2 separate regions of the Sus scrofa genome follow, and region 2 is linked to region 1. Evidence: chromatin contacts called from public promoter capture Hi-C data. All regions are on one chromosome and are shown on one strand. Each heading gives the region's core, a stretch centred on a gene start, on an enhancer-like site or on the middle of the called end of the contact. The rest is flanking DNA. Distances are from core to core; before and after follow the strand shown. Region 1 holds the start of SSR4 (translocon-associated protein subunit delta). Region 2 holds the start of NAA10 (N-alpha-acetyltransferase 10).

Region 1 (3,697 bases), core at 749-3,248:
CCCCACTTCCCAGACCTCATCAGCGAAGAACAGCAAGGGCCCCTGGCGCCCTGCCGGGTAGGGTCTGGGTGACAGACCCAACCGATGAGTCAGAAATGCAGTGGCAAAGAGGGGTGGGAGGGCCTGAAGGGGGGCGGGGCACAGGGGATGGGAAGGCTTTGTACAGGTGGAACCTCAGCGGGAGGGACGAAGAGCAGGGGTGTGTGTGGGGGGGGGGCGTGCCGCAAGGATTCACTGCACAGTTCTGTGCTTGGACTTAGACAGGGAAGCCATGCAACAGTTTAGGGCTGCAGCCTGCCCTGGCCTGGGGCACCCCAGAAGCCCGGGGGCCAGGCTGACCTCAATTCAGAGTCACGCATGGCCCTGGACAGTTGACTGAGTGTGTCTCGGCAGCCACACAGCACGGTGCTGCTGGCAACACGGGGGGGCTTCCAAAATGAAGTCTCTGCCCCAGACACTGTCAGAAGACCGAGACGGCCCTGGCATTTCCCAAAGAAAGGAAATGGGAGAGGTTCTGGATCCAGAGGTACGGCGTGTCCCCTTGAACAGGGCTGCCCAGAGAGAAAAGATCCTGCCTTAGCCACGGCCACGCTGCTAGAGGCCGCAAGGAAGGAGAGGCGCCATCTAAGCCACAAGGCGCCAACTGCTGGAGTGTGGTGTCCAGGCAGGGCCATGACTTTGGCCGAGGCAGGAGGCTATGGGTCTGGAATGGTAGGAGGAAGATGCCTGGGGACATGGGCAGGTGGCTCTCAGGAGCCCCAGCTCACAGATCCTTCTCTGCTTTGCTAAGCTTTTCCCTAAGGACACGATGGAGCACCAAGGGGTTTTAGAGTCAGGTTTGTCCTCTCCAGGTATCACTGGCCATGGCGTGGGAATTCCCGATGAGCACATGAGAAGAGAGCAGGCAGTGAGGCCACTTAGGCTGGTTAGACACTCCGGGCACCAAGGGTGCTGGCCTGAACTAGGGCAGGTATGATAAATGCACAAAAGTGGCCCTGACCCATTGCAGGCCCCGAGGCCCAGTGGGGGCTCCTGCAAAGACCTCCTGCTCTACACACTTCTGGACTCCAGTCTGAGCTCAACCCTGCCACTAAGTGTTAATCTCCCAAGCATGTTAATCCATGTGACTGTGCTTCAGCTCTGCTGAAGAGCCCTATAAGGATACATCAAGGCCAAGGGAAGAAAATAAACGCCGTCTGGCCCGGCACCCTAGGCCGGCTCATCTTTCCCTCTTCAGTTCCTTTCGAACTCGCCCGCACTCTCGGCCCCTCTGCCTGGACCGTCCCTGCCCCCTCTCGTCACTCAGCGCTCCCTTCCTGAGGAGGCCTGGCCCCACCGCACCGGCTCAGGTGGTTCCTCTCCACCAGCCCAGTTTCTCGGTCCGATCACCCCGCGCTGCAGAGCTTTGCTCCAGTTCGACCCCCCTTCGGGACCAGGAGCTTTGGAAGTGGGAGCAGGGACGTGTGTCACTTTCCCTGCTGGAGCTGGGGCCAGGCGCACGGGAGAGGCTCTGGGACTCTTCCTCGCGGGAGCAGACAGGGGAAAGATCTGGCTGTTTCTTCCAGCAGCCTGGCTGCTGGACAAACGTGTACGGCAGGAGCGCGTAGTGGCCCCGGCCGCCGCGACCAGAGACCACCTGCCTCTCGGAGGAAGAAGGCCCAGACCCCCGCTTCGCCCGCACCCGTCCTCCCCCGACGCACCACCAGTCGTGGGAGAGAGGCTCGCCAGAAACGAGCCCCGGCCAGGCCGCTACCTGAGCAGCAGGAGAGGCCGGACAGCAGGAGTAGCGCCAGGGCGCCGAGAGATGCCAGCGCCGCCATCGCCTCTTCTCTGCCGAGGAAAAAAGAGAGCGACTCCCCTGAACACGAGGAGCAGACGAGGAAGCGCGACGCGTAAGCGACCGCAGCAGCCAATCTGGCGCCGGCGGGCCGGTGACGTCACTGGCGGCACTGACGTGTCCCCTCCCCGGACCCGGGGCCCGGCGGGCCGCCCCCGCAAAATGGCGGCCACAGCCGCGCAGTCGGAGCCGGAAGAGGGCGTGGGAACCGGCGCGGTCGCGTGCGTGCGCTCGGCCGGGCCCACGCCCACTCCCCGGAGCGCGCGCTCCGGTGAACTCTCGCGAGAGTGGCATTTGAGGGTCGAGACCTGCTGCGGTTCTCACTTTCTGTCATGGCGCTGAAGGTGGCGACGGCTGCAGGCGGCGCGGCGAAGGCAGTGCTCAGGCCAGCCCTCCTCTGCCGTCCCTGGGAGGTGAGAAGAGGGAGCGGGCCACGGGGGAAGCCGCGGCCCTCGCCGAGGGGGGTGCTTGCATCTCCGCTAGGCAGGTCTGGCAGCCGCGGCTCTCAGAGCGTCCTGGAGCCCCATTGGCCACAGGCCCCGCGAGAGGAGGGGAGAGTGGTGCGGACCGACGTTGATTGGCCACTTCGGCTGTCAGTGACTAGGTTAGCCCAAGCTGGCCCTGGTCTGGCTCCCCCAGGGGTCTGCATCTTGCGGCGGGGTGGGGGCCCGCACTCGCGGGTTGAGTGGCTGCGGCGGGCAGAGTGTCACCTCCCTAGTGTCCTTGTGGAATCTCGCCCGAGGCGGTCACGTGTCCCGGCCCGCCTTGCATTGGCCCTCTTGGGAATCCGTTCCAGGCCGCCCTTCCTCCTCGAGTTTCTCTCTAGCGGATCGCTTTGCCACCTGTCCCAGCGCAGGTGGCGAATCGGACTTTGCCGGTACACTGGAGGCTTCCCCCCATGCAGGCGCCTGGAATGGGAAGGAGCTAGGATTCCTGAAGCTGGCGGGTTGGGAGGCCGCGAGGGCTTGTCTTCCGTCTTTCTCCGTTTAGAATCTTGGTTATTCAGGTCTGATTCTTCTCTCATTATACACGTGAGTGAGGTTAATTTAGTCCCTGGGCGTGTTGGAAGCCATTTGAAGCATCAGCGAGTTAGGACTGGCCCTGAGGTACAGCAGGGATGCGCTCTCTGGGCCCCAGTTTCCCCGCTGTCTCAAAGGATCTAGCCAACTCTGACCTTCCAGAACTCTGTGACTTCGCTGACACCCCTTGCACACATATCTCCTGCCTGCTTACCCTCTCTGAGCCCCGTAACAGCTTTTGCTTTATTGAATGGCGTTTAAATGCTGACTTCTCCCGCTTGCAAGCGAGCGGCTCTCCAGAGGTCCTACAGCTCTGGCAGCTTGGGTCCTGCAGGATCTTGGCGAGGACTTTTGTCTCTTCCCCGACCTTCCCTGTGTGTAGGTTTGTGTTGGTCTTGGGATGAAAACGGACTGCAGGGAATGCTTGCTAGCTGGGCAATGCCTTGCCTTGAGACTGGTTGTCCCGGGCATGGGGCCCTTTAGAGATGAAGTCCAGATCTTTGATCCCACTAACTTGGACTGGACCTTGTGGGAAAACATGCAGCCACCATTGGTCCTAGATCCAACAAGAGAGAAACCTCACTAAGACGTGGGCTGTGGGAGCCCTTCGGTTGGCACACATACCGTTCTGGACTTTGCGTGGCACCATCAAAGGACGAGGACTAACTGTCCGTCCTCCTGCTTGATGAACAAGCCGGAGACCAATGCATATATCCCATCCTGCCTCATACTGGGCTCCTTGGATGTGTAGTTTCACAGACTCTTTGTAACCCCCTGAAGGAAGATGCCTGCATCTGTCCAGAGCAGAGCTCAGGGAAGTTGCTGTCCCGAGAGCTCTCGG
Region 2 (3,596 bases), core at 428-2,927, 130 kb before region 1:
TCCTCATGGATCCTAGTCCGGTTTGTTACCACTGAGCCAGGATGGGGACTCCAAGGACGACATTTTGATAGGGGACTTCAATATCGTTGATTTCTTCCTTGGGCCTTCTGAGAAGGGCTTCTGCTCAAGTCTCTTATCTGGAAAGGAAAGAGAAGGGCCTAGACCAGGGGTCTGAGGTCTATACTGGAGTGTCGGGAAGGAACTGGAGAAGCCTCCACGGGATAGGTGCCCGGTGGGATGTGGGCAGGAGAGAAGGGAGTCCCAGGGCATCAACAGAGCTGTGGGGCAGGGGCAGGCTTCGGGTGGCTCCAGGGGAGGGGGAGTGTGTTTGAGACCTGTGGTGTGCAGGGCCGGAGTCAGATGTCATTGCTACATGCCCACCATCTCATCTCCCTGGAAGACAGGCCTGAAGATTAGGCCTCGGAGGAGCAGGGAACCAGGACCTCCTAGGGAGTAACTTGTTATAAAGTTACACGAGGGTTGGGCGCTTCCATCATCAATGTTTTCTTTGTTTCTTTTTCTTCTTTTTTTTTTTTTTTTTTTTTTTTTTTTGCATTTTAGGGCCAAGGAAGTTCCCAGACAAGGGATCGAATCAGAGCTACAGCTGCCAGCCTACACCACAGCCACAGCAATGCGAGATCTGAGCCGCATCTGCCAATTAACCCACTGAGCAAGGCCAGGGATAGAACCTGCATCCTCATGGTTACTAGTTGGGTTCGGGTTCATAAACCGCTGAGCCATGAAAGGAATTCCTGTTTCCTTCTTTTAAATCAGTTATTATTGAAGTACAATTTATATACTCTAAAACGTATCCATTGTAAGCATTTAGTTCACTGAGACATGACAATGTGTATATCTGTCACCACCAGCGCAATCATGATAGAGAATTTCTTATTCCAACTTGCAAGGTTTCATCTCACAGCCTGTGGCCTCTTTCCCAAGCAGTGTTATCTAGGTGCAGACTCCCACCCACCTGCAAAAAAAGGAAAAGGAAAAGCCCTCGCATTCACCTTTGTCCGGGACTCACTTAGGAGCACTGATTGTGGAGCGGTTTAGTGGGGACAGGGAACGCCCCTTCCCCAGGGCCTGTGGCGTCGGGGCGGCTCCTGCAGGCACCACCTGTCACTTCCTCCTTGTTGCAGTTTCGTGATCCCGAGTACGGGGAATGGTTTGGCTACCTGAACCGAGAGGGGAAGGTTGCCCTCACTATCAAGGGGGGTCCCTTTAAAGGTGAGTGGGAGATACGGCAGGGCTTCAGGGGCTCGGAGCGCTCGGCTGCCCCTGGCCCTCCCAACCCGCCGTCCTGCCTCTGCGCAGGCTGCTTCCACGTGCCGCGGTGCCTTGCCATGTGCGAAGAGATGCTGAGCGCCCTGCTGAGCCGCCTCGCCTAGGCTCTACGGCGCCCGGTCCTCGCCCGCTGACCCCGCCCGCCGAAGCGCAGAATAAAGCTGAGCCTGCACCATAGCCCGTGTGCGAGAGTCTCTGGGTCTCGGGAAGGGAGAGACCGCCGCGCTGGCCAGAGGGCACCTGCTCACCAGGACAGTGACCCGCCCCGCGCGCTGGGCCCGCCCACCCTGCCAACAAGGCCCGGGGCCCGCCAGGTCATTGGCCCGACCAGACCCCGCCTCGTCACGCCCCGCGGGGAGGCCCCGCCCCGCCCTTGGCCCACCCTGCGCATTGGCCAAGCGGCCGAGAGGGCGGGCCCGCGGCGCGCACTTCCGGCCGGTGGCCGGGCCCGGTGCGCACCGCCCCTTCCGCCACCGCCCCCGCGATCCCGGACCCAGCTCCAGTCCCAGCCGTGCCCTGGCAGCTCCGGCGACGCTCCGGAGCGCGGCGACAGCTGACTGCGCGTTCACGACCCGCTGGGAGCCACGAGCCCCGCCGCCGTTATGAACATCCGCAATGCGAGGGTGAGGGGCCGGGGCCGGAGGCTGTCCGCGCCGCGTGGGAGCGGGGCCCGGTGGCCGCGTGCGCATGCTCCCCAGGGGCCCAGCCGAGCCCCGGGCCAGTCGCTCTGCGCGCCAGCGGCCGACCGGCGCGGCACAGTGAAGGCCACTAAGCCGGTGGGACTGGACCTACGCGAATAGGAGGCCAGGGGCGCAGGGCCGGGGCTTGCAAACCCGTTCTTTCCGGGACGTCGGGGCGCAGCTGGATGGTGTCTGGGAGCTTCCTGGCGCTCACGTTCATTCCTGGAACAGTCAGTTTTTGCGCAGTGGCTGTGAGCCAGGCCTGTGCAGAGACAGATAGTCACGGCGCCCGCCCAGCCCGGTGGGGTGGGGGGGTGAGTAGACAGCCAGCAGAGTTGTAACAGGTCTGAGGCCTACTTAGTCACCACAGCCCCTGGCCTGACCGCATTCCGCTGCCCTCCTCCCCCGCAGCCAGAGGACCTGATGAACATGCAGCACTGCAACCTCCTGTGCCTGCCGGAGAACTACCAGATGAAATATTACTTCTACCACGGCCTTTCCTGGCCCCAGGTGGGCAGCTTTTGCATTTAGGGATGGCGGAAACCAGACCAAGGAAATTCCAGCCTGGGTCAGTTTGGGAGGGGCAGGCAAGGTCGTCAAGACCCTAGCGGGGCGAAGGGGTGAACAGGCCCTGAGTGTCTGCGGGTGGGGGGGGGGGGGAGAGGTGCCTGAAGAGGGCGGAGGAACAGGGCCAAGGTAGGGATCCCCTCTGTGCCTGTCCACCCCTTCTGGGTTAGGGACCAGGGCACAGTGTGGTGCGGGAAAACCAAGCCACTTGGGCCAGAGCTCAGGAACTGTCACTGAGCTCCCCGCCTGTGCTTGGCTGCCGTCTGTCACACACACGGTAAGAGGCAGGCGGTCGGGCCAGGTGTCCGCCAAGGGCGCCTCCGGCTCTGACAGGCGTTTGTTTTCTGCCTTCTCTTTGCTGTCACCCAGCTCTCTTACATCGCCGAGGATGAGAATGGGAAGATTGTGGGGTACGTCCTGGCCAAAATGTGAGTCACCAAAGGATGGAGAGAGAAGCCTGGCGCCTGACCTGGGCCGGGGAGAGGGGGGAGCACCAACTCGGGATGCTGTGCCTGGGGTGGGCTGGTTGGTTGGTTTCTAGTTCAGTTGTGGCTTTACAAGCAACTGAGGGGCGAGTCCAGGGTTCCCATGTGACCTCTCCCCTCTTCTCTAGTCTCCTATCCTTGACATCTTGCGGGACATTTGTTACAGGTGGTGAGGCGACATTGCTACATTGAAGTCCACAGTCTCTGCCTTCTGCCCTCTGTGGACAGATGGCTCCCAGCACCTGTGCCCCTACTGTAGTGTCAGGCCCAGCAGTGTCACTGCCCTGAAAGTCCCTGTGCTCCTCACAGCCGTCTCTTCCTCCCTCCAGCCCTGGTGGCCACTGATCTCTTTCCTCTCTCCACAGTTTTGCTTTTCCCAGGCCATATGTTTAGAACCCGTGTGTAGCCTTTTCAAACCACCTTTCACTTTAGTCATGTGCGTTGAAGTTTCTTCCACCTGCTTCCATGGCTTGAGAGCTCCTTTCTTTTTTTGGGGGGGGGGCTGGCCTGTGGCAGGTGGAAGTTCCCAGGCAAGGGATCAAACCCTTGCCACAGCAGCGACCCGAGCCGCTGCAGG

The links. Promoter capture Hi-C pulls out the DNA fragments that hold promoters and counts their contacts.
Region 2: a promoter capture Hi-C map of fetal skeletal muscle shows a contact between it and region 1, with 8 times the contacts expected there. The contact joins the promoter of NAA10 here to the promoter of SSR4 in region 1. A contact is called at or near these places in 4 of 5 promoter capture datasets (fetal liver, fetal skeletal muscle, liver and 1 more), 22 of 47 Hi-C or Micro-C datasets (alveolar macrophages, blood, embryonic fibroblasts and 11 more) and 2 of 2 datasets of contacts at active chromatin or transcription factors (alveolar macrophages and skeletal muscle).

Annotation. Positions count from the first base shown.
Region 1 is chrX:124,535,846-124,539,542 of Sscrofa11.1, reverse strand. SSR4 (translocon-associated protein subunit delta) reads right to left here and starts at 1,998. Exons shown (of 6, transcript XM_003135482.5): 1 at 1,754-1,998. The coding sequence starts at 1,820. IDH3G (isocitrate dehydrogenase [NAD] subunit gamma, mitochondrial) reads left to right here and starts at 1,973. Exons shown (of 13, transcript XM_003135497.4): 1 at 1,973-2,250. The coding sequence starts at 2,170.
Region 2 is chrX:124,660,825-124,664,420 of Sscrofa11.1, reverse strand. NAA10 (N-alpha-acetyltransferase 10) reads left to right here and starts at 1,677. Exons shown (of 8, transcript XM_013986517.2): 1 at 1,677-1,910; 2 at 2,379-2,477; 3 at 2,904-2,962. The coding sequence starts at 1,890. It overlaps RENBP (renin binding protein), which reads left to right. Exons shown (of 11, transcript NM_213900.1): 10 at 1,143-1,230; 11 at 1,318-1,464. The coding sequence ends at 1,391.